4 separate regions of the Mus musculus genome follow, and regions 1, 3 and 4 are each linked to region 2. Evidence: chromatin contacts called from public HiChIP or PLAC-seq and promoter capture Hi-C data. All regions are on one chromosome and are shown on one strand. The core of a region is the stretch at or near the end of the contact, and the rest is flanking DNA. Distances in the headings are between cores, read along the strand shown. Region 1 holds the start of Ret (ret proto-oncogene). Region 2 holds the start of Cxcl12 (chemokine (C-X-C motif) ligand 12). Region 3 holds the start of Ankrd26 (ankyrin repeat domain 26). Region 4 holds the start of Rpl32 (ribosomal protein L32).

Region 1 (6,666 bases), core at 776-3,275, 1.0 Mb after region 2:
CTCCTGACTACATACCTGCACCTGTGAAGTTTAAACCCAATGACACAGAGCAGCTACACAATGTTAAGCTCTGTATTTTGCTACACAGCCTTGGAGCCTATGACCCTCTGCAGCACTGTGCCCCACAGCACCTTAGGACCCAGGAACAGACACTCCAATCTGCCCCCCCCCCCAGAACGATAAGGTCTTTATCTTTTCCCCTCTCCATACTTCTCTGCGGTACTTGGAAGGCCTGCAAATGCAGTCCTGGGCTGGTCTGTGAACCCAGTACACGACTCTGAGCTAGAGGCAAGATGAACAGTCTTGCCTATTTCCAAAGGTTGCAAACCTTTTGTAAGTAATGGGAGTGGGTGGCCTGGGCTCAATTCTGTTATCAGAGGGAAACTTGGTACAAATATTTTCCAGAGGGAACCAAGTTAGGGTAGATTGAAGGACAGTAAAATGTGCAGCCAACCGGGTCAATATCCTGTATCCTTGTGGTTCATTTGGTCAGGGTATAGGAGCGAGGGCAGTGACCAGCCTTTGAAAGGCCACACCTAATGAGGGGCGCCTATGTGTGCTGTCCATGATGCTGGCAGCCCATCACCACACTCCCGAGTGGCAGGGCCCAAAGCTCTGGGTAACTAAATGTCAGCCCTGGACCCTATTATGCCTCCAAAAGACACATTTTCATGTGCTCCAGCGGAATAGCATGTGACACAGGACTCCCAACTGTGGGGCAGAGCTCAGAGCTCTCGGCGAAGACACGCGGGGACGGGGGGGGGGCGGGGGGGGAGAGACCACAGGCTTTTAGGTTTTTAAAGATCAGGGCGGCAAAAACACACACAGGAAAAATAACCTTTACTAAAGATTGCCTCAGCGCCCTTCAGCCAGACGAATGGAGCTACAGCAAGTGCAGAATTGAAACGCGAAAAGAAAATCTGGGCGCTGCAGTCTCCAAGCGCTGGCTCAAGTCGTGGGCTTCCCAGGGCTGCCTACCCTGTCCGCTCGCAGCTGCTCCCCAAAGGCGACAAGATCTGTCCGCTTCGCTCGGGCACACGGCCGGCCGCGGCTGGAAAAGCGACCAGCTTGGGATGTTCAGCTGCGGCTTTGGCGGAGCAGTCTACTCTGCCCGGCTCGCAACTCGCACGGACCCAAGGCGAGCCGAGCCCCGCCCAGCCGGTGGCCCAAGCGCAGCAGCTAGCCGCAGCGACCCGGTTCCCAGACCCGGAGGCCCGCCAGCCGCGCAGCCGGCCGGTGACAGCCAATGTAAGCGCGCTTCTGCGCGCGTCAGCTTCCCGGCTCGGCGCGCAGCGCTAACTTCACCCCGGCCCCTACCGTCCCAGCCGCCCGTAGGACTCACCTTCTCCTAGCAGCGGCAGGAGCAAAATCAGCTTCAGCCCCAGCCCTGCGGCGCCGGACGTCGCTTTCGCCATCGCCCGTGCGCGCGAGGGCCGCGGTTGAGGAGCAGGCGGGTCTCGGCGGCGGTGGGGTGCGGCGCTCAGCCGGGCCTCCCCATGCCAGCCCGGGCGCAGCGGGCACTGCGGGCGCGTTGCGTCCGGGCGCGACTCCCAGCTGCGGACTCGGAGCCGCTCTCTGCTGTTGCTTGCACGGCTCCGGTTGCGGTACTGATGAGAGACCTGCGCTGCCTGCGCCCGGGGAGCGGACTGGGGCAGGGCAGGGCGCAGAGGGAGTGGCAGCGAGAGGGGCGGGACCAGGGGTGCGGGTGTGTGTGGAGGGGCGGGGCTCCAGGTACTGTGTGGGGCAAGGTGGGGCGGCACCCGACTGCTAGGGGAACCTCTATTTCCTCTCTAGATGAGCGCGGGTCGGAGCTGGGTGCGTGTGGGTTGTGGTGCGGGTGCTGGTCTACTAAAGGTAACCTGGATCCATGATCATTTGCCGGCATAGCCACTTTCTCACCCCGTGCGTCTCGCTTGCTGTTTCTGTTAGTCCTTTCCCGCCGCCCAGAAAGAGCAACACAGAAGATTCGGCGTCTGGGCCGACTGGTCACCTATACTCGCAGAGACCCAGAGTCTAGAATGATGTCCCTCCAGTCTCTGGACGCGAAGAGCATCCTCCGCCATTTATCAAGGGGGCGGGAGTGAGAAGCGCGTTTGGAGCCTGCAGCTTCTTCTGGGGTTAGAGGCGGGAAGAGGGGAGGAGCCCTGATCAAGAGAAAGAGGGACAGAGAGCCTGCTTCCAGTGTACAACATATCATGTGGTGAAGACGGTTGGGGGTCCTGTTGGGCTTGTTTGTGATTCCCAGGACCGGTACAACCAATAGGACCAAGACACTGGCTAATTGCACACCTTTCAAAGAGACCTGCTACCGTTGTCGTCTGGTGCAGTGCTGGGAATTGTATGCGCTTATCCCACCAAATAGAAGAGCTCTTAGGATGTGAACTGACTGATAGGGCAGCGGCTACAGGGGTGTTGGGAAGGATGAAAAGAGAAGTTTGCCAGAAGAATCGAACTCTCCCTTCCCCAAATTATGACTAAATATATTTACCCTTGATATGGGAGCCTCTAGGCAGGAAATAGAAGGTCGGATGCAGGCTCTAGATGCCTGTGAGGAAAACCCATCTCTCCCTACTCCCAGCTGCTTTTTGAAGCATGGCTTGCAACTAGTAATGGAAGGAAAGAAAAACAGACGCCTGTAGGACCTTGGAGTGAACAAACAGGTCCTGGAACCTGAGTCTGGGGAGGGGCTCAGCTGCTCCTCTCCTTCAGTATGCAGAGCCCCACCCTCCTGCCCGACTGAGCTCAGGGTTGAATAAGCAATCTCTGTACATCACTCTGCAGATATGAAGTCAAAGTGAAGTCACCCTCACAGGCAGGAGCAGAAGCTGCCAAGACATAGGCTGACTTGGGACCAGGCCAGCTGAGATCTTATTCAGAGCCTGCCTGCTGATCCGTGGGTATCCAGACCACCAGCCTTCTAACCTAGAAGAGGCACCTTGAGATCACTGGCCTTGGGTTTATGGGGATGGAATTAGTCACAAGGTGCTAATACACTGGATCCCTGGAGTTATCACTTGGGCCTGTGTCCAAGGAAGGGACCTGAACAGGAAGGTTCTCTCTCTCTCTCTCTCTCTCTCTCTCTCTCTTCCTTCCTTCCTTCCGTTCTCTCTTTCTCTCTCTCCCTCTCTTTCTTCCTTCCTCCCTTCCTCTCGCTCTCTCTCTTTCTCTCTTTCTCTCTTTCTCTCTTTCTTTTTTTCCCCCCTACAAACAGGTTCCTGTGGCTGTTTTCCAATAGAATGCAAAGAGAAAAGAGGTCTGGTCCACTCTTCCAACCAGCCTCACTCTCATACCTTCTTCACCGACACTGGGATGAACTCTGCCCATTTTAAGGACCCAGGCAAGAGTACACTCTTGTCTCTTCCTCAGGCCTTCACAGCCTTGAGTGTCCAGATAGCATGGTCGGGACATTTCCCTCTCCTCTGAAGATCTTGAGTGGACTTTTACTCGAGCCCCTAGACATGCATATGCATGCATGCATGCAACCATGTTCAGATACATGGACCCTACATACTTGAGTGCATAGCAAACCCTTCCCTGTGTACGCCCCGGGAGCTGAACAGAGACAGCAGCAGTGGATCTGAGGGAAGCCATGGACCAGCTGCCATTGAAGACCACATGGAAGGTCCAAACTTTGCTTGACCTGGCCCAAGATATTAACTCAGTTTTCAGAATCTGAGCACGGTAGGAGGGAGCTTCCTCTAGGGGAGGGGAAATGGCTGTCTCCCTGTACCTAGGGCAGGTTTGAGGCCAGGCTCAAAGGTCTCTTAGCCTGTGAGTCACCTAGGAAGCCCCACTCTTTGCTCCTGTCTTTTTTTTTTCTTCTCTGGGGAAGGTGAGAGTCTGCATGAGGTTCTATTTTTCTTTTCCTTTTCTTTGTCTTTGTATTTTTTGACGCTTCCTAATCTATTTGCTCTGAACCTCAGTTTCCCCTGTTGTAAACATCTTCCTCCCAGAGAGAGGACTTAATCTGTAGTAAAGGGAATACATACGCAGATGGAACTCAGTGCCAGCACCAAGCACATGCTCAGTAAAGTCATAACCACTGTCTTGCCTCGGTTCCCCAGAACTTGACCTTGACCTTCCCCCATTCAAGGTCACAAGTGCTCTAGGACCTGGAGTCGGGCCTAGTCTGATAGGAGCTAAGTTCCACCCACAGAGATACTTTGTCTTCCTTCCTTCCTTTCTCTCTCTCTTTCTTTCCCTCTTTCTTCCTTCCTTTTTTTCTTAAAAAAAAATTGATACTAGAGATTGAACCCAGATCTTCAAGCATGCTAGGCAGATTCCTACCACCAAGCCACTACCTGTACGTAATCTAAAAAGCAGAATCCCCCCAAGAGGCTGTGGTGCAGGCTGCTGCCTCCGAGTGATGTCACTTGTGTTTGGATCTTGGCACCTATGCAGCTCTACCTCTCCCAGCCCTTTGTGTCGTCAGCGCACAGAAGCTGACTGATGACCGTGGGGAGTTGACAGGTAGGCGGCTCACATGCTGTTTTTGTAGAAAGTGGGAGGTTGCGCATGGCTCCTGAGTACGTGAAGCCTACCTGGAGCCCCTTGAGTCTTGCTCCAGTAAAAGAGGGTGCTCGAGGAATATGGTGGTCTAGGTACAGGGATGTTCAGAGGTATCAAGAAAGTTCAGTGCAGGGACGGGAACATGGCCCTTGGGGCCTTCAAAGAGGTGTCATAAGTCCAGAGTACAACTCAGACTGGGAAGCACTGGAAAGGAAGGTCCCTCAGAGTGGACATGGGCACTTCCCCTGTAGGCAGTGTGACACAGTAGGTGGAAGCACAGATTCTGTGACCCTGTTGGGGGTACTACTCAGCACTCTCTCCCCATTGCACTCCACTATGGGTGGGCTATTGCTTCTCCATAGTTTGCCTCCCTGTCTGCTGTTGGCTGTCCTCCAGAGTGCTGCAGGAAGAAAAGCATGCCCAACAGCTACCTCTGAGGAGACCACAGGGGAGGCAAGTAGGTGTACCTCCTCATTAAGCATGCTAAATCATTAACATAGTCACAGGCTAGCTGACTTGGGCTGGCAGAGTGTAGCCAAAGGATGTACTACGTATGGCCTCTGGGGATCCTGCCTGGCTGTCTGCCTCGGCACCCATTGGAGACATTTGTAGATGGGACTTCAGTCTGTCTGTGAGAAGACATTCTTCTTGCACCTTCTAGGAGCCTGATTAGATTAGACCCAAGGCCTAAGCCCTACCTCATGAAGGCAAGCAGCAGAAGAGACCTATGTATCTGAGGCCTTAACATGACTGACTTCATCTCCATATGCTCCTTCTGCAGGGGTTGGGGGTTTTCTCCTTTCCCTCCCCTCTCCTCCTTCCCTCTGCCTCCTCCCTTCCCCTAGAGGAATCCCATCCTGGTCTTTTCACTCAGTCTAAACCAACCCAGGTTGACTAAGTCGTTCAATAGCTTCCAGAGGGTCCTCCCTTGCCTTGGTCCATCAAGACAACTGCCTAGCAGTGCTGTTTTGAGCTTAAGTGCTCCTATATGGATAGGTTCAGTGGAGGATGGGTGCTTTTCTTTATCTGTTAGGCTCTTCTCTGTCTCAAGTCTGGGGTCTCCTGGGAAGCAGTTCCTTCTCCCCATGTTGCCTGTGAGAGAGCCCTTAGTCGGGGCCCACTACAGTCCCTGTGACTATTCCCTTCGGCTATAGAAACATAAAGCCAAAGATCGCAGAAGCTGTTGCTGAGGTGGCTTATGAAGCCTGGTGGCCCCTCCTCCCATGTGCCTCCTTCTCTCTGTTCCGGGTTTCCCACCCGCCCAGCTAGGAGCCCACTGGGTCAAACGCAAACCTGGCCTACCATGGCTAACGACAGTCCTCCACCCTCTTGGATTAGTCATAGGTTCCAGGCCTTCTGACCCGCAGGTGTTCTAGAAGGAAAGAAACCCCAGAACCCCAGAGCCCACACCTTGCCACTTCAGACTTTGAGTTTCAAGAGTGGATTTGTGACTGCACCTACCTGAGCTACCGGGCATCTGCTCGTTCTGTGCCTCGGTGGAGGGCATAGCTGGCCGCTATGGAGGCCTCGGGCTTGACCGCATCTCAATGCATCATCTGGAGCTATGGAGAAAGCTTTCTGGCTCTCAAGCAAGCCAAGGAGAGGGCGGCGAGCTTGGTTGGCAAGTCCAGCAGAAACGGCCTGAATGCCTTTTAGAAAAACGTCTCCCAAGGCAGTTTCATAATCTGCCTTGTAATGCAGATTTAGACAAGTTTTTTAAGAATGCACTTTTTAAAATAGGTCTTAATGGATCCTTTGCAGTAGTTACCGTCCATTGTGTAAATGCAAACAGAAGGCTTTTTGAAAACATGTATTATTGATCAGAAAGGCAGAAGCAATTAGAAGCCAGTGTGTCATATTGTTCAATATACACTTCCTATACAGCAATGCTGAACTCACTCATAACTTTCTGACAAATCGTCCTGTCACCAGGAAGCATTTTCCTTTCCCTTGCCTTCGGGAAGCACAGGAAGGCCTATTTTCAGTCAGTTATTAGCTGGAGGTAAATGAAAAATTAAGCTTACCTTTATCATCACAAAACCTATCTCCAGCTCCTCAAGTTTCAGGCTAAAATAGCTAAGCCTTCAGGAACGATGGATGATGCTTCTAGATTTGGTCTATAGTGCTGTGGCAGTGTGTGTGTGTGTGTGTGTGTGT
Region 2 (7,548 bases), core at 1,116-3,615:
GCTTGGGAGATACTTCTTTGGTTGAGCATAGAGAAAATTCAAAAGGCTTATGACCAACCCCCACGACCCCACCCCACCCCGCATCTCTTTCTTTGTGGAGTCTTCTAAAGTGGACATGGTTTTAAATAAAAATCATTCACCAAGTGTAAAATCGTAGAGTTTTCTTTTTTCTTTTTTAAAATCTAAAATCCAGGTCCTTGGCCACCCTATTTGAATCCTAAGCGCTTACTGCGGTGGCTCCACTCACTGGCGTTTTATGTTTTATGTGACTTATGTTAGATGGCTGGCTTTTATGTTGCTCAACATCTCCTTCTTTCCCTACCCCGGGATTTTTTTCTCTTAAATATTTCGAACTCTTAGTGCATGCCTAGCTCATCGTAGGAGGACCTACTGAACGTATTTTAGTGAATGCTTGTTGGAGGGTAGGGACAGATGTGGCCCGCATCGGCTTCTGTTCTGGAGCCTCAGTCTGCCAGAGTCTTTGTTGGCCTCTGCTTTGCTCTTAGCCTGCACAGGACACCCCTCCCCCCACCCTCACTCCTTGGCTGTGAGTGGGTCCCTCTCTCCCGATTTCATAGCAAACACCAAGAGATCTGGACACCTACCTGCTTTGGACAAACTTACAGGAGAGGTTTGCCTTGCCTCAGAGATGTACTGAATGGGAGCATCAGACAAGTTTTTGTGCTCAGAGCTTTTGCCTAGGAGCATCTGGTCTTTTTTTTTTTTTTTTTTTTTTTTTTTTTTTTTTTACTGTTTTACTGTTTTACAGGCATCAGGTATCCCAAGCGCTTGATCTCGGATTACTGGAGCATGGGAGATAAGACCACCAGAGGGCGCCGGAGCCTAGCCTCTGCCGATCCTGCAGTACAACAGGGCCAGCAAGTTCAGAGTTTAGCATACTGAACGCTCAGGATAGCGCAAAAGCCGGTAGAAATGGATGGCTGCCTTCTCTGAAATGCTACTTTTTAAACACAGGGACCAGGTCGGCGCGGTTCCAGATTTGAAGCTGAGTCCCTAAAGTGTGTCTGACAAATGAATGGATGCAAAGTGCTTAGCGGAATTGTTTAAGATACTCTCATGGCTGGAACATTTTCCTCTTGACCTTCTCCACCCTTCTTTAGTCCCTAGGTGGAGCCCCAGGCCCAAAGGTCCTGGCCACTGCTTCACAAATATGATTCCCAGATTGCCCTGAGACAGAGGCAAGTCTCTGTTGTGCACTCCCTTGGGTGAACATGATAACAGAATCCAAATCGCTAATTGGCTATGTGGGAAAAGTGGTCGAAGCATGGCCAACACTGCCTGTGGCAGTGGAAGGTCCAAAGGACGCTGCCCAAAGCCTCTAGCCCTCCAAGATTCAGTCTGCCCCCTCCCCCGTGTCTCCCCACACCCGGGTTGGGGTTGTTTTGGTTGACCAGAGTGGAACACAACGATCTATTGGCAGGGCTGAACACCAATGGGTCTATTTGTAAAGCGCCAATGACCACTTTCTGAAGCAGGGTTTTAGGGAGCGGGGCCTTAGGGAACTCTTTGGTCCTTTTTAGAACACTGGACTTTCTTCTGGAAAGGCAGGAAACACTGAAGTTTAAGAAGTTGTTTCCAGCTTCCATTAACTGAACACACATTAAAACCAAGCACAGAGAATCAGGACGTTTCGCGGGAGTGAGACCCAGTCATTTCTCCTCCGTTTCCATTCTGCAGGGTGAGAGTTGTAATCACCCACCCACTATTCGTACCATCCACCCACCCCCAGTCGAGAGAATAGGGGTACAGAGGGGAGGTGGCAAAGAAAATTCACGATACTGAGTATCTCTGGGAGACCTGTTTGGTCTCTTTGCTCGGTAGCGCAGCCCTACGTTAGAATGCATCTTCCCGGGAATGACTGTAGTGAGACTTTGGCTGGGAATCCAAGTTATTCTAACTGTAGATTGGTCCACGTTGCCCTAAGCCTAGCAGTCCACTGCGGCACAGACACCCTGGACATGAGGTGGGTCAGCTTAAGTTCCTGGCACGAAAGAAAGGGTACTCTGGCAACTTTTGGATGCGGCGAAACAGACTGTTTCGTCTCTCAGGTTCTTATTTCACGGCTTGTGCCTTTGACAGCCCCTTAGTTTCTCTATCTGCAGGATGGGAGCATTAAGCTCTACGACCCAGCCTCTTTACAATTCAGGTCCAAAGAGCCCGCCCAAGTTGGGGACTGGGAAGATCAAAGGTCTCAGCACCCAGCGGAGCCGCGGACACTGAGGGCGCCAAGAAGGGGGTGGGTAGGTAGGGAACTGGAAGGGCGGCTGCTCCGCAGGGGATGCGCGTCAGAGACCCCAGCCACACTCCAGGCCCGCCCCTTGATGAGCCCCGCCCCGCCCCGCCTGGTTTTCGCCTCTAAAGCGCCCAGCGCTCGCCTCCCGCTGCCGCACTTTCACTCTCGGTCCACCTCGGTGTCCTCTTGCTGTCCAGCTCTGCAGCCTCCGGCGCGCCCTCCCGCCCACGCCATGGACGCCAAGGTCGTCGCCGTGCTGGCCCTGGTGCTGGCCGCGCTCTGCATCAGTGACGGTGAGTGCAATCCGCGGCCGGGCCCGGGAAAGGCTCGCAGCTCTGCGCCGGAGCTCCTTCGGGTCCGCGGTTCCTCTGCCCGCGCCGAAGTCGCGGAGAAAGAACTCGGTCGGCGCCGTTCACTACAAGCGAACTTGGGGCAGTCCACTTTGCAGGGCGCACTCCCACCGGGTGCCCTTTCCCGTGTCCCACGGGTCGCACCGAGGTTTTGTGCTCTGCGAAGTGCGGCCATAGGACCTAGAGAGGGCTGCAGGGGAGGACCCGCAGGATTGTTGGGCAAGAGTGGGTTCGGCGCGGAATGGAAGCGTGGGCGATTGTGTCCGGGGCTTGGGCCCCGGAGCGCGCCAGCTGCACTCAGCTAGTGTCTACCGGCGCCCAGATGTTTCCAGAGGCGAAGGGCAGCGCGGTCCCGGAGTTGACCGTGCAAGAGGTTCACTCGGGTGGTGCGTGTGTCAGCAAACTCTCAAAGACCGGTCAAGTAGCTCGAAGTGCATGGCTTGGCTATAGGTTCAGTGGTGAGGCTGAGTTTCGTCCCCTGCGGGTGTAGCGTGTTCTCTTACAGCACCCTCGAGGGGCTCAGGGCCACCAGCAGCGCAGCGCAGCTCTTGAACTCGCGCTGCCAGCCAGGGCCGCGCTTCTGCACAGTTCGTTGGTCCGTAGCGACGCGGACCTGAGCACGCGTCTCTTCACTGCCCCTTTTTCTTCTTACCCGGGTCACTAGACAAAGGCTCAGCAGTTACCCAAGCTATATGCACACCTCTCCCCAACCCCCAAACACACCTGCAAACGGGCGCTTTTGTAGCCAGCCCCGGAGTCCTCAGCTCTGGAATGAGAGCTGCAGCGGAGTTCAGTCTCCCAGACCCAGGGTGGTGTCTTCTTTCACTGGGAAAGGGCTTTCATTTTGTTTTCTTTTTTTGACACTGAAGAGAAAACTCTCAGCGCTGTTACAAGACACCGTTGCTGCAAAACAAAACAAACCATTGCCTCTGAACACAAAACAAAATCCTACTAGTCGATCCCCTGCCTTCCTCCGCAGTGGTGTTTCCTGGAGAGAACTGAGGGACAGTCGGGGCTCTTGGTGAGACTGAGCTCTAAATGCTGCCCAAGTACACCAACTCGTTCGTTTGGGTTCTTTCCCTGTGACAACGGGGTACGGGAATGGTTGGAGTTGCCTAGTCCGAGGGAAATGTTCTGTAAAAGAATAGTCAGTTGCTGATCGGAGTAGTAAAAAAAAAGAAATGAAAGGCAGTTTCGATTTTTTTTTTTTTTTTTTTTTTTTTTTTTGTTACCGAGAACACCCGGGAGGCTGAGCCTTCCCACTGGTCCCCCAGTGCCCCGTCATGGAGCACATTGATTTGGGCATTAATAATTGAATGAGCTGGTGATGTTGCAAGGGTCACAGCCTCTGGCAAGTTAGGTATGGGGCAAGAATGTAGGACTCAGGTCCTCAAGGTTGGAGTGCAATTATCCAGAGTAAAAGTTGTCTCACCCTCAACATATTCTGACCCTAGGAAGAGTCGGATTGTTGACAGTGTCTGGATCAGACCTGTTCTCTAGGCAGGACCCCATTGTGCTGCCCGAATGAACTTTTTTACCTCCTAGTGCCTGTGTGCCCTCTGATCTTACACAGCCCTCAAGTTGCAGCACGGCTAACCTTGCTGTGGTTCCTGTCTTTTCCCATCAGCTACTCCAACTCAGAAGCTAGATAGTAGACACCGGAGGCTTCTTTGGTTAAACCCAGAGCAGCAGGCTTGCCAGGCTTGTTAGATTGAATGGACCCCTGGTTCCCTAAGCCAAGCTCTCTAGATTCCCAAGTCCAGGGTGGCAGCAGAGCTGGATTAGACTTTGGTCTGTACCTGAAGTCTGGTTTTCCTATGCTTTAGAGTCTAAAGACACTACCCTTCCTGGGGCATGCATCCCTTAGCTAAATAATGCTTGCAGAAGAAGATAATCCCATCATATATTTAATTCGGTCCACTTCTCCAGCTGCTTCCCAAAGGCAGTGAACTTCAGAATACCCAGAAGTCTCCTGGAACTCTAAATAAGCAAACTTAAAATCCTGGGGCTAACTATTCTCAGTCATACTTTTAAACTTTGGTGAAAAGACCCATAAATTGAAACATTTGGGGATGCTCAGTAGAGCTAGGATAAAACCCTGTTGTTGGGGGAGCAGCTACAAATCCAGCAGTCCTCAGGGTTTGCAATTCTAGACTTAAAGGGTGGTTCTTAAGGGGGGGTTCTAAAGGAGCCCCTTGCTAATTTACACTAATGAGTGTCAATTATAGCATTTTGCAAATTGGTGAATTGGCAAACAAAGCTGGTAATAGGATCCAGGAGGCCTAGGCATCCAGGTAGTGACCATAAAAGCCACGGTTGACCCCAGCTTTTGGGAAAAGCTGGATAGAAGGTAAATCCGGGTCCTCCCCTCTGGATTCTTTTGTGATTTCCAGGGCTTAGGATAGGGTGAGTGGGAGGAGGGAAAACTGCAGGTGGTAGAAGTGAAGCCCCCCACCTCCAGGCCTGCACCAGAGGGCCACAAGGGAGCCCAGAACTCTGCCACCCCACTTCTCCTGGGTCCTTTTGTCCTTTAGAGGCTGAGCCCAGTCAGATCTCACTGTGATCCCTGGCCGAGGGGATGGTCTTTGCAAGAAACTTTCTGTAACCATTCCTGCTGATGTTCCTGAGTCTTCCCCACAAGAGCCACCAAACCCCCTGCACCAGGCAGATAATGACTGGCCCCACTTTTCTCTCTACACCTCCTCTAGGTAAACCAGTCAGCCTGAGCTACCGATGCCCCTGCCGGTTCTTCGAGAGCCACATCGCCAGAGCCAACGTCAAGCATCTGAAAATCCTCAACACTCCAAACTGTGCCCTTCAGATTGTGTAAGTCCTAGCCGCCATCCCCCAAAGAGGAGCATGGTATAGAAGCCTCGGACTTGGCATAACTAGGGGCAGCTGTTACCACCACCACCACGGGGACACTGATATGCCATCAGACATGGGTTTCAAAGGATACTTTTGTTCCCCAGAGCCCTGATGTCCTCAGTGTTTCTCACTCTTGCTTTCCAAGCTGTTTCTTGCAGCACAGTGGGCCGCCTCTCTACAGAAAAAGCCATGGACTTGATGGAGGTCAGCCCTCAGCTGACAGTTGGGTCTGTCTTGTCAGTTTCAAGGTTCTGGTGTCCAAAGTTAATCCTTTCTCACATAGAAAAAAAAATTACAAGACCCGGATGGCACGGGGGGGGGGGGGGTTCAGTTTTACTCACTTGCACTCACTTGCTCAGAGGTCATTTTTGTTTTAGAGTTTTAGAGTTTGCTGGAGTGTGATGGTAGCTGCCAGTATTTGATTTAAATTTACCTGGGAAATAAGAAAAGCCCAAAAAAGGTATAAATGATGTGAATATCTCACTCAGAGTCTGGTAGACTTGGCAGAGATGTGTCCTGTGCTAGTCTGTCCTGCTCACTGCCCCCCAGCAGGGGTTCCCATCCTCGGGAGACTCAACACTAACAACAGTATAAGGATGCAGCAGCTGGAGCAATGCTAGCCTGACGGCTTTGTCACCCAACGGTGACTGCTTCAGACTTTCTGTGCTCATCAGCCTTCCTCTCCAGCCTCCGCTGCTGTGTTATGTACAGTAGGCTTTAGAGACCTAGATGATGAATATTATTTTTGCTGTTTTGATTAAAATACAATACTCTCCCGAGAAAGGGATTTTAAAGATGATGAGTTTACGTTTGAATAGGCTGTGCTGGTGCACTGTCCCGGGAAGGGCCCTTGAACTTAGAGGGTCAAATACAACTATTGATTCTGGGTGATCACTAAGTTAATAAATGGCAGGATCCAGACTGACACCCCTGATCCCTGTTGAAGTTACATCCCTCTGAACGACTGGTCAACTGCAGGGCAGCCTGCTTGAAGAGGGTTACCTGTCCCTAGGACACTGAACAGGCATTTGTTTTTCCTAGAAGACAGTTCACCAGCTGGAGAGGAGTCGTCTCCCGTAGTTTCTGTTTGGTTGCTTTTGGTTTTTGTTTGGTTTTGGTTTTTTAATTATCTGGCATCCAGGACTTGATGGAAAATAACCAGAGCTAAGCTCACCGGTTCATCTGCCCATTAGGAAGTTCTAGGGATGGGAGAAAGAACACGGCGTCAATTAACAAATCCACAAAGCTAAGACCTTGAAGCATTCTGTGAACTTGTAAACGCGCTCAGGCAACCATTGGACAATTTGTCTAGACTGCTCCTTGCCCACCTGAACTGCCCTGTTCCTCCCCTTCTGGACTCCTGCCGTCTTCCTCCAGAGCTACCTTTAAGGTTGTCCCATGTACTATCAAGGTGCTCTGTCAAAAGTTCTTAGGCTGCTTCTGGCACTCTCCAGAATTTTCCAAGACCTCCCCCCCACCATGATATCAGTCATCCGCGCCTTCTGGGTGGTTCTTCCTCCACACCCTTTGGGCACTTTGACTCCTGTGGGATATTCGTCCTTCCTTTTCCTTTAGCTTTCCTCACTTGCCAAGCTCCAACTTGGCCAGAAGCTCAAATGCCTCCACTGTGGTCTCTTCTCTGTGTCCCCTGGGAGACATCCTTAGCACGTCCCTAACTCTGCGGTGGTGGTCCCAACACGATTCAAGTGCTATGTCTTCCAAAACTGAAGCTTCCGGGAGCAGCAGCTGGGCCCTGCAGTGAGGACCTTTAGCTGGGTGTGTTGGGTGAGCCCACAGGATCGCTTTCTCCCGCTTGGCTGTACAGCGTCTCTCCCCTTGTGTTTTGGCAGTGCACGGCTGAAGAACAACAACAGACAAGTGTGCATTGACCCGAAATTAAAGTGGATCCAAGAGTACCTGGAGAAAGCTTTAAACAAGTAAGCACAACAGCCCAAAGGACTTTCCAGTAGACCCCCGAGGAAGGCTGACATCCGTGGGAGATGCAAGGGCAGTGGTGGGGAGGAGGGCCTGAACCCTGGCCAGGATGGCCGGCGGGACAGCACTGACTGGGGTCAT
Region 3 (7,406 bases), core at 233-2,732, 1.4 Mb after region 2:
TCTCCAAACAAGTCAACAACCATTTCATTCCTAAGTGTTTGTTCCCTACTAACTGGGGTGTCACCAGAATCAACTTCTAAATTCTTTTTTGGTTTTTTTGTTTGTTTGTTTGGTTGGTTGGTTTTTTCGTTTTGTTTTGTTTTTTGAGACAGGATTTCTCTGTGTAGCCTTGGTTGTCACGGAGCTCACTCTGTAGACCAGGCTGGCCCCGAACTCAGAAATCCACCTGCCTCTGCCTCCCAAGTGCTGGGATTAAAGGCATGAGCCACCACTGCCCAGCAATATCTAAATTCTTACATATACTTGATTGGATATGTTCTGGGTTTTCTATTCCACCCTGCTCACTGCTGTGTCTCTTTGGCTGCTAGTAAACGACTGACTTGTGAAAACTAGTAGTTTTATCCTTTAGAAAGTTTTTTTTTTCTCGTCTCATCACAAAATCAAAAGCAACATAAGAAACTCAAAATTGTTAAAACGCTGACGGTCGGGTTTGGCTTACGTTAAATTGATCAGGATATTCAGAGTTCGAGTTCTGGGAATTACCAATCTTTGACTCGAGAATATGGAACTATTTTCCCACTTCAAAATGCAGTAAAAACAAACCAACCAACCAAAACCATTCACACAGGTGTACGGCAGTGATAAGATGGATCCTGTATGTTAGTGGAAGAATTTTTAACCTTGAACAGAAACATTTCTCCTATTATGTATTTCTACAACATAAAACTTTCTTATATGTATGCAGAAAGTTAAAATGTTAGTTAACTCGCTTTACATTGCCAGTGAAGGGAACTGTCAGTGGATCAGAAACCAGCTGAAGTGTTTTTTGTTGCTGTCCTTGCTGTTCATACAGGTCAGGGCTTAGACCCCACTAAGACTTAGGCATTCAAAGCCAGGTGGGAAGAGTCAAGCTTCCTTAATGAAAGATAGACTCTCTGTCTTCCAGCCCCAAAGCCAGACAAGGTAGGTGCACGCTCCCCCACCAGCTTCGTCCCGCCCCGCTAACTGGCGGGCCATTTATTACCTGTCCTTCTTGTCTCTATCGTTCACGCCACTTTTTCCAAGGATAAGGATATGCTGCACTTTGGCTACATCTCCCACGCTTGCAGCCTTGTGGATCTTGCCCATATCCTTGTCGTGAATATGGTACCTGGGCACGTGGGAGCCACTAGCACTCTCGCGTCCAAAGCCCACGCAGTTGCTGCGCGGGCGGGCAGAGGGGCCTAAGGGCGATGGGCCCTTACTCCTGAAGCCAAAAATCTTCTTCATGGCAGAGGGTACGCCCCTCACAGGCACCTTCTTCCCCGCGCAACGTTGGCTGACAACACAACGCAGCTAGGGCACTTATTGAAAAGCCGGCCTAGACGCACGGGATCCCACCGGGAAAGACGCTGCATGGCCCGGCAGGTTTTTAAAGCACAATAATCGCCAAGCCGAGCTGCAAACTAGCAACCCGCGCCTTCTTGCTGCCGCGCATGCTCACACAGGCCCAGCAGCGACCAGTGCCCAGCACGCGTGCGCACGGCCAGGCTCCGCCTTCTTTGCTGTTCAGGAGGTCAGGGCGCTGCAACCTAGCGGGTTCTCTAACCCGGGGTTTAAGGCGGAGGTGGGCAGTGTGTTGTTTCCAGAGGCCCGGGTTAGCCTCGGTTTGGGCGTGATCGCTGCAAGGCTTCAACAGGAATGGGGGTCGCTCAGCAGCGTGGAACCCAGACCCAGTACTCCAGGACTGCGGGCATTGAGGGCGCCTGGCAGATGGGCGCAGAACCTTCTGGAGTCCGGCCTCCCTGCTTAGCTTTGGCCTTGTGTTTCAGTGGCAGTTAAACCTGTTGGGGAGCAAACCTATTGGACTCTAGGTAGGCGATAATCAAAAAGTAAACTACAAACAGCATGGATGGAATCGTGGCGTGGAAGAGTAAGGGAAGAGATTTTGTTAAGCTAAGTAGTTTGGGAATTAGTGCAATAAATGATCGTGTTTCACAGCCTAAAGAGTCAGTATATGAGTTAGACAAGCTGATGGGAGGTAAGAAGAAAAGGTTGTCTGCATTTGGGATCTGAATGAAACGATATGATGTGTGTAAATTTTTGGTTTTGGACCTGGAAAAAGTAATACTTAGTAAGCAGTTTTCCAGTGTAAGTGTTCACCTTGACGTTTTAAATTGTTAATAAATTTTGTCAATCTAAAGCCACAACTCACCTCAAAGGGAATAAAATACCGTTCGTGCCTAATAGGACCTCCAGTGGCCGCAGGAACTACCTCAAATTCAGGCTACCTCAAATCCTGTTTCATGTTCCAATTTTAATAGAAACGACAACAAATCAACCCACTTTTCAGATACGTCGGTGGGTACGTCAGGTAAGTGGGTTTTGTGTTAACACCCCTCAGATGGCAGTTGATGAATTTCTTACCCCCTTTGGCTGATGGAAGCTAGGAGTCCCAGTGGACATTCCAAAGGCTTTACCTCCTGGACATAAAGAAGCTAGGTCCCACGCACAGGAGAACACGATGGCTCAATGTGATTTGCTTCTGGACTTGCAACGTTCAAAACTTGCTACGGCAGTAGTTCAGATCAGTCAGTTCCTATGGTACAGCTTCTTTTTTTTTTTAATTTTTAATTTTTTATTAGATATTTTCTTTACATTTCGAATGTTATCAGCTTTCCTATCCTACCCCCTCCCCCTGCTCCCCAACCCACAGGAATCCCACTTCTGCAGTGTGGATCTGTAATACATGCTGTACTCAATGGAATGATTCCACAGGTTTTTGATTTGACTATATCTTTTGTAATAAAAATTGAAATAAATTCTATTGCTAATTTTATCTTTGTGTGTGTGTGCGCGCATGTGTGTGCATGTGTGCCTCTGTGTGTGTGTGTGTAAAACAGAATCTCACTCTAGCCTATGCTACCCTTGAACCTTAATGATTCTCCTGCCTCCGCTTTGGAAAGCTGGTGTTTTGGGTGTAGACCACTGCCCCTGCTTTCTGTCTCTCTATCACACTGCTCTGGGCTTTGCTCTGGGTCCATTTAACTATTAGCTAGTTATTCTCTGCATTTTGACCAGCTGTAGATTGCTTTAGTAACCTCCACCTGTTGCAAAAAGAAGCTTCTTTGGCAAGGGGTGAGACTTACACTCATCTGTGGGTACAAGGACAAGTATTTAGAACACAAGTACAGGGGATTGGAGCTATGGCTCAGCCGATAGAGCACTGACTGTCCGGCACCCATGTGATGAAGACTAGCATTGGTCGGTTGTACAAGTTCCAGGGGACCTGATGCCCTCTTCTACCTTTCATTGGCTCTGCATATATGTGGCACATAGACAGGCATGCAAATGGGACATTCATACACATAACATAGAAACCTCAAATGTAAAATTATACTAAAGTTAGACATAATAGTGCCTTAGGAAACTGGCAGTAGTGGACCATAGGGTCCCCAACCCCAGCTGATACATTACAACAAATCCCCTATATACCCAAGCCCCAGAGACTCCATGGAAGGCTAGAGGGTAGAATGATTGTTAGAACAAGAGGACTCATTAGTGTCTTCTGGATATGAGAGGAGAGTACACCCATAAAACCTCATCAAGGCAGTTGAGACAAGAACTGCCTTTTGAAGCTCAGCATTATGCGTGTGTGTGTGTGTGTGTGTGTGTGTGTGTGTGTGTGTGTGTGTAAAACAAAGTAGACAAGATGAATTTGAAAGGGAGTGAGGAGGACATGGGAGTAATTGGAGGGAGGGGGGATGAGGTAGAAATGATGTAATACAGTTCTGTATGAAATTCCCAAAAGCTGATTTAAAATAATAGATGGCTTTACTGTTCATTAAATGTGCATTAAAGTACAATCATCACTTTCTTATTACATAGGGTCTCCTCCCCCAGAGACCATGGTCAGCTGTGTAACTGAGAATGACCTTGAATCTTCTCCCTCTCCCTCCCAGGGCTAGGATTATAGGCAGGCAGTGCCAAGCACAGTCCATGCTGTTGGTACCCAGTTGCATAGCACCCCAGGCAAGCACTCCACAGCTCAGCTACATCCACAGTCCCCAAAAGCACATTTTTTCCACACCATCAAGTCTTATTATCCACGAGCAGTATTCTCTCCATTGAGACCTCGCTTTGTGTTTTTATGCTTAGATTTCTTCTACAGGCTGTAGTTTTACCATTGTTTATGGAGCTCTTCATTTTTATTAAACTTAATTACTTTATGGACTCAGATCATGAGGCTTAGCAGCAAGAGCCATTACACACCGAGCCATCTCCCCAGCCCTTGATTGCCCTTTCTGGTAAATTTTCCTAATGTGAATAAAGCTATCAATTTTGCCAGTCTTATCTTGGATCTATATCCTGTTGTAAATTAAGAATTTTGGTGATAATTTTTATAGTAGTCTTGAGTTTTCTAAGTAAGCAGTTGTATAATTAAGAATAGTAGTTTTTAAAAAAATCTTCACCTATATACTATTTACTTAATGTCCTTTCTTAATAAACTTAAATACTATTTAAACAAATTAAAATATTTATTTATATTACTTAATTTTGTATATTGATTAGAATAGTTGTCAAGCTTTTCTTTCCTGATTTTAAATATCGTTTTTTGACATTTAAAAATGTTAACTATTTTTAGACATTACATTTGTTATATTTGTGTTTCTGCTGCTCTGATGAAACCCTATGACCAAATGTAACTTGGAAGGAAAGGGTTTATTTTTGCTTACAGATTGGTGTCCATTATCTAAGGAAGCCATAGTGGAAACTCAAAGTAGTAACCTTGAGCAGGAAGACCTGAGACAGAGGTCATGGAGGGGCGCTGCTTTCTGCTTGGTCCTCATGGCTTGCTCAGCCTGCTTGCTTGCTTGCTTGCTTTCTCTCTTTCTCTCTTTCTTTCTTTCTTTTTTCTTTTTTTTTCGAGACAGGGTTTCTCTGTATAGCCCTGGCTGTCTTGGAGCTCACTTTGTAGACCAGGCTAGCCTCGAACTCAGAAATCCGTCTGCCTCTGCCTCCCAAGTGCTGGGATTAAAGGCGTGCGCCACCACCACCCAGCTTAGCCTGCTTTCTTAAACACCCTAGGGGCATCTGCCCAGGGATGGCACCACTTGCCTTGGCTTGGGCTCTCCCACATCCACTAACAAGCAAGAAAATGTCCACATGGATATGCCCACAGTCCAGTCTGATGGGAGATAATTCCTCAATTAAGATTTCCTCTGCTTCTCTACTTCTAGGTTGGTGTCTCATTGGCAAAAACTATGACATTCAATCCCTTGTCAGCTTTGTCACAAACACATCACTTGAAGCAAATCCCTTTCATTTTCACTCCAATTTTTAAAAGTGCCATGGTTTTTAAAAATGTCAACACTTAAATGTCCAAGATCTCTATAAAACTCCAAAGCCTCTTAACTAATGCGCTCCTGTAAAAATGAAAGTACAGAGACAGACAGGTCGATCAATGGAATAGAATCGAAGATCCAGAAGTAAACCCACACACCTATGAACACTTGATCTTTAGCAAATAAGCCAAAAACATACAGTGGAAAAAAGAAAGCATCTTCAATAATTGCTGCTGGTCTTACTGACAGTCTGTATGTTGAAGAATGAAAATAGATCCATATTTACCAACTTACACAAAGCTCAAGTCCAGGTGGATCAAGGACCTCAACATAAAGCCAGATACACTGAATCTAATAGAAGAGAAAGTGAGAAAGAGCCTCAAACTCATTGGTACAGGGGGAAATTTCCTGAACAGAACACCAATGGCCTAGGCTCTAAGATCAACAATTGCTAAGTGGGACCTCATGAAACTGCAAAGCTTCTGTAAGGTAAAAGACACCGTCAATAGGACAAAAAGGCAGCCTCAGATTGGGAAAAGATCTTCACTAACCCTACATCTGACAGAGGGCTAATATCCAAAATACACAAAGAACTCAAGAAGTTAACCTTCAAAAACCTAAGTAACACAAAAAATGGGGGACAGAGCTAAACAAAGAATTCATAACTGAAGAATCTTGAATAGCTGAGAAGCACTTAAAGAAATGTTCAAAGTTCTTAGTCATCAGAAATACAAAACAAAACAACCCTGAGATTCCAACTCACACCAGTCAGAATGGCTAAGATCAAAAACTCAAGTGACAGCAGATGCTGGCTAGGATGTGGATAAAAAGGAACACTCCTCCATTGCTGGTGGGATTGCAAACTGGTACAACCACTCTGGAAATCCATCTGGTGGCTCCTCAGTAAATTGGAAGTAGTTCTACCTGAAGACCCCTCTATACCACTCTTGGGCATATACCCAAAAATGCTCCACCATACCACAAGTACATGTGCTCCACTAAGTTCATAGCAGCCATTTTATAATAACCAGAAGCTCGAAACAACCCATATGTCCCTCAACTGAAGAATGGATACAGAAAATGTGGTTCATTTACACAATGCAATACTATTCAGCTATTATAATCGAGGACATCATGAATTTTGCAGGCAATAGATGGAATTAAGAATATCATTCTGAGTGAGATAACTCAGACCCAAAAGGATATGCATGATATGTACTTACTGATAAGTGGATATTAGCTAAAATGTACAGAATACCTAGGACACAACTCACAGACAGTAAGAAGTGTAACAAACAGAAAGGCCCAAGTGAGGGTGCTTCAATCCCATTTAGAAGGAAGAAGAAAATCATGGGAGGCAGAGGGAGGGAGGGATCTGGGTGGGAAAGGGGAAGGTCTGGGGGAGGGGAAAGGGGAACAGGATCAGGTATAAGGGTGGGGGAACAGAAGTTCAGAGGGCAAGGAGAATAAATTGAAATATGCAGTCTCAGGGAGAAGGAGGTGTGGGGACTACCAGAGATCTGGGAGGTAAGAGAATCTCAGGTCTCAATGGGGTGACCTTAGCCAAAATGCTCAACATTGGTGAGAGGGAACTCAAAGAGTCCACCTCCAGTAGATAGAGTCTCAAGTGGAGGAATGGGGTTACCAACCTATGGTCAAATTTTCTGATCAGAATTGTTCCCGTCTAAAAGAACTGCAGGGACAAAAATGGAGAAGAGACTGAAGGAAAGGCTGTCCAGTGACAGGCCCAACTTAAAACCCATCTCAAGGGGAGGCACCAAGGCCTGACATTATTACTGATGCTATGATGTGCTTACAGATGGGAGCCTCGCATGGCTGCCCTCTGAGAGGCCCTACCAGCAGCTGACCGAGATAGATGCATATACTTACACCCAACCATTGGACTGAAAACAGGGACCTCTATGGTTGAATTAGGAGAAGGATTGAAGAAGCTCAAGGGAGAGCGGACCCCATAGGAAGATCAGCAGTCTCAATTAATCCAGGCCCCAGGGAGCTCCCAGAGACTGAACCATCAACCAGACAGCATACACAGCCTGGTACAACTGGTACAAGGCCCCAAGG
Region 4 (7,368 bases), core at 4,163-6,662, 1.4 Mb before region 2:
TTCAAATAGCAGCACAGTAGTAGAAAAAAAATGAAATCTGATTATGCATCAGATTGAAATTAGGCCTTTATTTGAAACCTATGTTTAAGGCGGGCGTGGTGGCGCACGCCTTTAATCCCAGCACTCGGGAGGCAGAGGCAGGCGGATTTCTGAGTTCGAGGCCAGCTTGGTCTACAGAGTGAGTTCCAGGACAGCCAGAGCTAAAAGAGAAACCCTGTCTCGAAAAACAAAAAAAACAACAAAAAAAAAGAAACCTGTTTAGAATGGGTAACAGAGACTCAGTAAGGACACTGTCTCCCTCTGCAGGTCAAGGCTGGTTCTGTGAAGCAGGAGCTGGAGAAGCAGGAGGAGCTGAAGCGCTCAGCAATGCGGGCAGTGGCCGCCCTGCTGACCAACCCTGAGGTGCGCAAGAGCCCCACTGTAGCTGACTTTTCCGCCCAGATCCGATCCAACCCAGAACTCACCACCCTCTTCGAGAGCATCCAAAAGGACACAGCCTCCGGCCCCAGCACGGACTCTATGGAACTCAGCTAGCTGCCCCCAACACAAGTCTCCCTTCTTATCCCAATAGGCCTTGGCCTCTTCTGTCCTTCCCTGTCAGCCTCAGTGCCTTTGCTAGGGCCCCCTGCTCACAGCCCCAGTGCCAAAGCCGGGCCCACCAACTCAGGACGTTCATTCACGAGCGTCATGTCCCACCACCTTTACACTGCACCCCTCCACTCACTTAGGAGCCAGAATTGGCCTATGCCCAAGACCAGAAGGCAAGCAGGGGGTTGACTTCCTACTTCACTTACTCTGAAGTCCAAATGTCAGTTAGCACCCTGAACCTAGCCATGGGTAGGGTATGTAGAGCCCATACAAGAGAACCAATTTATACTTAGTGCCTCATTAGTTAGCAGAGTGAGAACTGTTTACAGGGAAGATAGTGTGGCTCATTGGCCAGGTGTAGGTCCACTGTCTCAAACATCCCTAATCCCATCACCCAGGAGTGTAACAGTCGGCTTGTGCTCTTCCCGACTTTGTAGTTAGTACTGAAAATTTAAGTATAAATGACAGGTTTTGATTTTTAAGACATTGTTTCTCTTTGTAGCCACATATGGCCCAGACTCAAATCCACCTGCCTGGAATTAAAGCCAGCTGAGGCCAGTTATCTGAGTTAATAACATATACAAAGCTCTCCTCACAGGATTCTTATCCATATTGATTCAGTCCTGGAAATAACAAGGCCGATGGCATAGACCTGTTATCCTAATTCCTTAGGAGGCTGAGGCTGGACCACACACTCAGGTCGTAGTGAACAAATTTAAGATCTACCTAAAAGCAACAGGGCAGGATAGCTCAGTACCACGCCCTCCTGGTAGCAACAACTTTCTAACCTGTCCTAAAGGACCCTATGCCTTCGGGCAGACATATATACAGGCAAAACACCAAAGTTTAAAATAGCTCAGTTGTAGAGCACTCTCCAACACTACAGCAAGATGATAAAACCTCATTTCTACAATGAGAACAAAAGCTTAGTAATAAAAAGGCTGGGATGTCTTTCTCTCCAGTCATTTAAGTGTCACCCGTGACAGTCAACCCTTCTGAACTCCATTACTGTTTCAAAAGAACAGCGAGCCAGAGATTGGCCTAGATACAGATGGCACTGCCCTTGTAGTGTCCCACGTGGCAGAAGTATTTATCAGTCTCATGAAGTTCTAATATCCTCCAAAGACAGGATTGTCAATCCTGACTGATTGAGGCCAAGCAGGCCAGTTCCATGAAACTAAAGGCTTCATCAAAAAAGTGCCTTAAGCCGGGCAGTGGTGGCGCACGCCTTTAATCCCAACACTTGGGAGGCAGAGACAGGCAGATTTCTGAGTTCGAGGCCAGCCTGGTCTACAAAGTGAGTTCCAGGACAGGCAAGACTATACAGAGAAACCCTGTCTCGAAAAACAAAAAAAAAAAAAAAAAAAAAAAGTGCCTTAAGCTAGAGCCCATGCTAGAGTTGGGACAGGGTTGAGAGCAGAGGTTTGTCTGGTCCCCAGACTCAAGTGTACCTACACTGTAGAGGGTCAAGGCCTTTCCCCTCTTCCACCTGCAGCCAACCAAGACTAGCATGGGATTCTGAACCCTGCTGTCTCCCCCAGAACAAGCAGCAAAGAACAATCTCCAGTTACCAAAAACATAGAAAATACGACGGCAGGTTTTGTGATTTTATTTAAACATAAAACATGCACACAAGCCATCTACTCATTTTCTTCGCTGCGTAGCCTGGCGTTGGGATTGGTGACTCTGATGGCCAGCTGTGCTGCTCTTTCTACAATGGCTTTTCGGTTCTTAGAGGACACATTGTGAGCAATCTCAGCACAGTAAGATCTGAAAGAGAAGCAAACCAGGAAAGGTCACCAGGGAAATGGCTTAATTCTTCCTCACACTGAGTAACCCAGAATTCTTCCACTGGAGCCAAAGGCTTCCAGTGCAACCACTGTAAGGTACACAGTTCAAGCAGCGTGAACAACAAACACTGCCCGTGTTCCCTCAAAGTGTTGACAATCTGTCCTAATGAACACATTCCCAGCATGGAGATGACCGTGAAGCCATAGACCGGGAGCTGAGGAAAAACCCCTAGAGAAGCAGGATGGCAGAGCTATGGAAAGCATACAAATGGCAAATACCTAATACAGACAGACACCACCTGACAGATTTGGGGACAGAGTGCATCACGTTCTAACCTGAAGCACCCATCCCGGGCCACATGCATTTATAGCTGTCTAGCACACTCACCATTCACAAGTCACATGCTGCCATATCCCACCCCAGGACTCTTTACCACTCAGGAACCAATGGTTTTTCTGTAACTACCCTCCAACTTGCCCTGCTCCCCAGCTATACAGAGGAAAATGCCCAGAGACAGAACTCAGTGAGCGGTGCACCTGCAGGGTCTGACAAGGCCAAGCAGCTCTCCTGGGGCAGATGTACCCATTAGAAATGCAGCCCCCATAACACTGCACCATCAACACTGCCTCATGGACTGCTGCTGTACAACACACATTCTCTCTCCTGCATCCATCCTTCCAAATGAACTTGTAGCACTTCAAGGCCTGGTTAAATGCACAACATAATCTCCCCATAGGACTCCTCCATCTGCATGACAACCACCTCAGAAAACAAATCCTTATAACCCCGAACACATACACTCTCTGCAGTCCTAGTTTACTTGGGAAAAATAAACTATTCCCATCACACCCTCATATCCAATGTCAAGAGTATTTCCTGAGAGGCCTTGGTTTTGCATCTCAGAGGTCACCAAGGGTTGTAACTTGCTCAAAGTACCCAGAATACCCCACAACCTTCTCTCTACAGCTGTGCCTGGAGACTTTTTCTCTACCTCAGCCCCAAAAGACCTGAGCTGCTCTGCAAATCCACCCGTCAGAGCAGAGCCAAGCACAGCTTAGGTCCCAGGTTAGACACAGGCCCCTGCAGTCTCATGACACTATAGCAGTGTTCCACACAGGACCATAAAGGACACTGAACACCCACTGTAAAAAGACCTTCTTCTCCAGTCTCAGGCTTCAACCAAGGGAACACGTCCTCTTTCCTCATAAGCATGCCCACTGCAGTGGCCTCAGTCTCACAGGAGGCAGGCACACTCCCAGCCAGGGGCCCAACTCACTTGTTGCACATCAGCAGCACCTCCAGCTCCTTGACATTGTGGACCAGGAACTTGCGGAAGCCGCTGGGCAGCATGTGCTTGGTTTTCTTGTTGCTCCCATAACCGATGTTGGGCATCAGGATCTGGCCCTTGAACCTTCTCCGCACCCTGTTGTCAATGCCTCTGGGTTTCCGCCAGTTTCGCTGAAGACACACAGGCAAGTTAGTCTCTGTGCAAACTGGCAGCTCTTGTATGTGTGTGCAGGAAGGGGACAGAATTCAAGGGGGTCATGTCATAAAACACACACCAAAGGCCGAGGTGTAGCTCAGTTAGCAGTGTCTGCCTGGCATGCACAGGGCCCTGGGCTCCATCCCTAGCACTTGCACTGGAATTTCAACATCATCTTCCATTGCAATTAAGTAGGGAGGAGGGATCAGTTAACTGCTGAACTGCTGGGTGTGCATGCCCATCCAGCCAACAGGTGATCTGCAGGCCCAGAGAGAGGTCTTAGCAGTTGAGAGCACTGGCTGCTCTTCCAGAGGTTCAATTCCATGCATGCATGTGCCTGGTGTGCAGACAAAACCCCAAAGATCTTTAAAATACAGGGTCAGGGTGCAGAGATGACTTAAAAGTGCCTGCTGTCAGACAAACTAAATCTGACCTGGACCCACAAGACAGGAAGGAGAGAATCAACTCCTTAAAGTGATTCTCCCTGCCCTTCAAACGCATAAATATAAAACAAAGTGTCATCTTTAAAATGAACTTTTTAAAATGCAGAGACAAGCGATAACGAGAAATGTGTGCTCAGGTCTTAACCCCCACCCCAGAACCACATACCTTAATTTTCACATATCGGTCTGACTGGTGCCTGATGAACTTCTTGGTCCTCTTTTTGACGATCTTGGGCTTCACCAGAGGCCGGAGGGCAGCCATGATGCCTTTTGACAAAAGTCAGACCCAAGTTAGTAAAGAAACTGGGAGGTGGGGCTGCGTCTCAGGCCTTCAGTGAGTAATGTTGCAGAGTGTCTTCCAATCACCAGCTACCGAGCAAACTGGGAATGGAATGGGTACCTCTGCTAGGCTTGCTCTCCCTCTTGCTTCCGAAGCTGGAAGAATACTAGCTACTCTCCAGACGCGATCCCAAGAGGTCAGTGGTTCATCTCACCCACTCCGAACCTCAAAGAACCGCAACCGATCTTACAGAACCCCAGCCAGGTCTCTCTGGTGGCGAAGGAGCGGCAAATCCCGCTCCACTAAGCTTCGTTATGTTTGAAGTGTTGCGCCCTTAAATACGCAAAGCCACCATGCACTCCTAACACGCCACCAGTCCGTCTGTCCCTCCCGGTCGTCTCAGAGCACCAACCAAAGGGTGCCTTCTCTGCTCCCCGCGCAGACAACCTGCTCCGCCGGGCTTGCGCTTCAGAAAGCATTTCTGCTCACTGGCGAGCGGCGGCAGCTCCCTGACTTAAGATTTCGGATTCGCCGCAGAAAAAGGCTGCTAACAAGCTAAGCAGAAAGCGGCGGGTGCCGTCCGAAACTCTCGGGCCGCATGGCAGCAAGCCCGCCCTGGCCGATGCCGGCCCCCGGGCAGACTCCGGAGCAGCGCCAGTGGCCAGGCCCGCGCGCGCTCGCCACTACCACGCTGGTGCGGAGGCCGCCGCCGAGGCCTCCCCACCCGGAGACGGGGTCCCGTCGAAGCCGCGGGCGGCGGATGGCCGCCGATACAGACTCACCGTAAAACAGATGGCAGCCACCTCGTAGGCAGCGCCGAGGAAGAAGGAAGAGGCGGCGGCGGCGCGCAAGGTATGATGGGACGGAGTCTTAGGTCCTGGCAGAGAAAAGGGAAGCACTTCCGGCTCTGGGTCCTCTAAAGAAAACTAAGATGTGCCTGAGAAATGATACTGAAAAAAACCCTAGTGGACTAGTGTTCTGTAGTAGACATTAACATCTTAGAGTGAACTAAAATTTATTTTTCTCTTGGGACTACTTAAGAAATTTGGGTTTTTTGTTTTTTTTTGAGCTAAGACCTGCTAGGTGGGCATTTATTTCCGCCCTAAGTGGAAGCCCAATAGCTTTTTAAATTGTTGGTTCCCGAGGGTGCCTCCTTGAGGCTGGGAGGTAGCAAAACAGAGACTCTTCGAAGATCCTTAGGCGGTTGGTTGAGCAAATGTCCTAAAACTTCCTAATATACAGATGTGCAAACCCCTGCTTATGAAGTGCTACTGAGCCTCCTCGCGACTTCTGTATGTTTAAATCTTCTCTACTTATGGTATGTACCTAATGTATTAATAAGTGATGGGTTAGCCGGGCGGTGGTGGCTCATGCCTTTAATCCCCGCACTTGGGAGGCAGAGGCAGGCGGGTTTCTGAGTTCGAGGCCAGCCTGAGCTACAGAGAGGGTTCCAGGACAGCCAGAGCTACACAGAGAAACCCTGTTTCGGAAAAAAAAAAGTGATAGGTTGATAATATTGCTAAGAAAATAGTCTATTGGCTGGGTGTGGTGGTGCACATTTTTTAATAACAGCACTTGGGAAGCAGAGGTAGGTCGAGTTTAGTCTATTTTGCTTATCTTTTGTTTTACAGATCATTGTGAAAACTCTATAATCTTAGGAGGAAATAAAACCAAACCTGAGCTGGGGAGGTGGCTTGGTGGAGCACTGTTGCTCTTTCAGAGGACTGGCATTTAGTTCCCAGGAACCAAGCGTTGCTTCACAACCTTGTTAACACCAGCCCTAGGGGATCAGATGCCCTTTTCTGTAGGCGCTACATGCATGTGGTACATACTCATACATGCAGGCAAAACACTCAATCACATAGAATAAATCTCATTTTTTAAAGATTTATGTATATGAGCACACTGTAGCTGTCTTCAGACACACCAGAAGAGGGCATCAGATCCCATTACAGATGGTTGTGAGTCACCATGTGGTTAGGAATTGAACCCAGGACCTCTGGAAGAGCAATCAGTGTTCTTAACTGCTGAGCCATCTCTCCAGGCCCCACCCCAGTCCCACCCTTTGTTTTGTTTTGTTTTGTTTTAAGACAGGGTTTCTCTGTGTAAGCCTGACTGTGGTCGAATTCACTCTGTAGACCAGGCTGGCTGGAGATCTTCCTGTCTCTGCCTCCCAAGTGCTGAGATGTAAGGTGTCACCACTGCCCAGCAGACTAAATTAAAAAATTTTCAAACTTTGTACAAACTCAGACAGAAGAGATGCCACTGGTGATCTTGACAGTGGCTCCAGGAGGTGGGGACAAATGCTGAATTGGGTATGCTGCCCCAACCCTTGTGCTTGCTGTAAAGGGGAGTAGAGACCCAGGTAAGTAGAGTGTCTTGTCTGGAGTGGCTGGGTCACAAACAGCAGGGCAGGACTGTTGCTCTCCTGTGTCTGTGTCTTGCCCTCCCTTCCCAAATGCTGCTTGGCCTACAGGCTATGTAAAGGCCAATGGAACATGGAAGTGTGTGGCTAATGGCACCTTACAGAGTACATTACATAAAGAGAAAGGTGAGTGAGTGAATTATACAGAAGGCCCATGAACTAGAGAGTATGGCTCTGATTTCTGAAGATTCACAGGGGTTGGGGGCCTCAGTCCTCCCCAGCTGAGGACATGCTACTTCATTTAACAGAGGACTCTCTTGCTGTCTGTTGTGTCCCTGTAGGCATTAATATCCCAGGATGAGAGGTGGGAGGTGTCCTGGGGAATCTGTCTCTTACATACTCACACTTCAAGTTTTCC

What was found. Promoter capture Hi-C pulls out the DNA fragments that hold promoters and counts their contacts. HiChIP or PLAC-seq counts read pairs in DNA pulled down with a chosen protein or histone mark. Capture Hi-C pulls out chosen DNA fragments and counts their contacts.
Region 1: a contact with region 2 is called in a promoter capture Hi-C map of adipose tissue, with 4 times the contacts expected there. The contact joins the promoter of Ret here to the promoter of Cxcl12 in region 2. A contact is called at or near these places in 1 of 39 promoter capture datasets (hippocampal neurons), 1 of 115 datasets of contacts at active chromatin or transcription factors (embryonic stem cells) and 1 of 9 other capture datasets (adipose tissue).
Region 3: a contact with region 2 is called in an H3K27ac HiChIP or PLAC-seq map of microglia, with 5 times the contacts expected there. The contact joins the promoter of Ankrd26 here to the promoter of Cxcl12 in region 2. A contact is called at or near these places in 1 of 39 promoter capture datasets (liver) and 1 of 115 datasets of contacts at active chromatin or transcription factors (microglia).
Region 4: a contact with region 2 is called in a promoter capture Hi-C map of liver, with 4 times the contacts expected there. The contact joins the promoter of Rpl32 here to the promoter of Cxcl12 in region 2. A contact is called at or near these places in 2 of 39 promoter capture datasets (liver and pre-B cells).

What each region holds. Positions count from the first base shown.
Region 1 is chr6:118,195,719-118,202,384 of GRCm38.p6, forward strand. Ret (ret proto-oncogene) reads right to left here and starts at 2,026. Exons shown (of 19, transcript NM_001080780.1): 1 at 1,343-2,026. The coding sequence starts at 1,415.
Region 2 is chr6:117,166,170-117,173,717 of GRCm38.p6, forward strand. It overlaps Cxcl12 (chemokine (C-X-C motif) ligand 12), which reads left to right and starts at 2,366. Exons shown (of 3, transcript NM_021704.3): 1 at 2,366-2,547; 2 at 5,313-5,430; 3 at 7,323-7,548. The coding sequence starts at 2,487. The coding sequence ends at 7,413.
Region 3 is chr6:118,560,789-118,568,194 of GRCm38.p6, forward strand. Ankrd26 (ankyrin repeat domain 26) reads right to left here and starts at 1,483. Exons shown (of 34, transcript NM_001081112.2): 1 at 1,025-1,483. The coding sequence starts at 1,269.
Region 4 is chr6:115,803,331-115,810,698 of GRCm38.p6, forward strand. It overlaps Rpl32 (ribosomal protein L32), which reads right to left and starts at 5,413. Exons shown (of 4, transcript NM_172086.2): 1 at 5,368-5,413; 2 at 4,472-4,572; 3 at 3,656-3,837; 4 at 2,184-2,358. The coding sequence starts at 4,567. The coding sequence ends at 2,229. Snora7a (small nucleolar RNA, H/ACA box 7A) reads right to left here and starts at 4,773; the gene lies at 4,645-4,773. Cand2 (cullin-associated and neddylation-dissociated 2 (putative)) reads left to right here. Exons shown (of 15, transcript NM_025958.2): 15 at 307-2,225. The coding sequence ends at 534.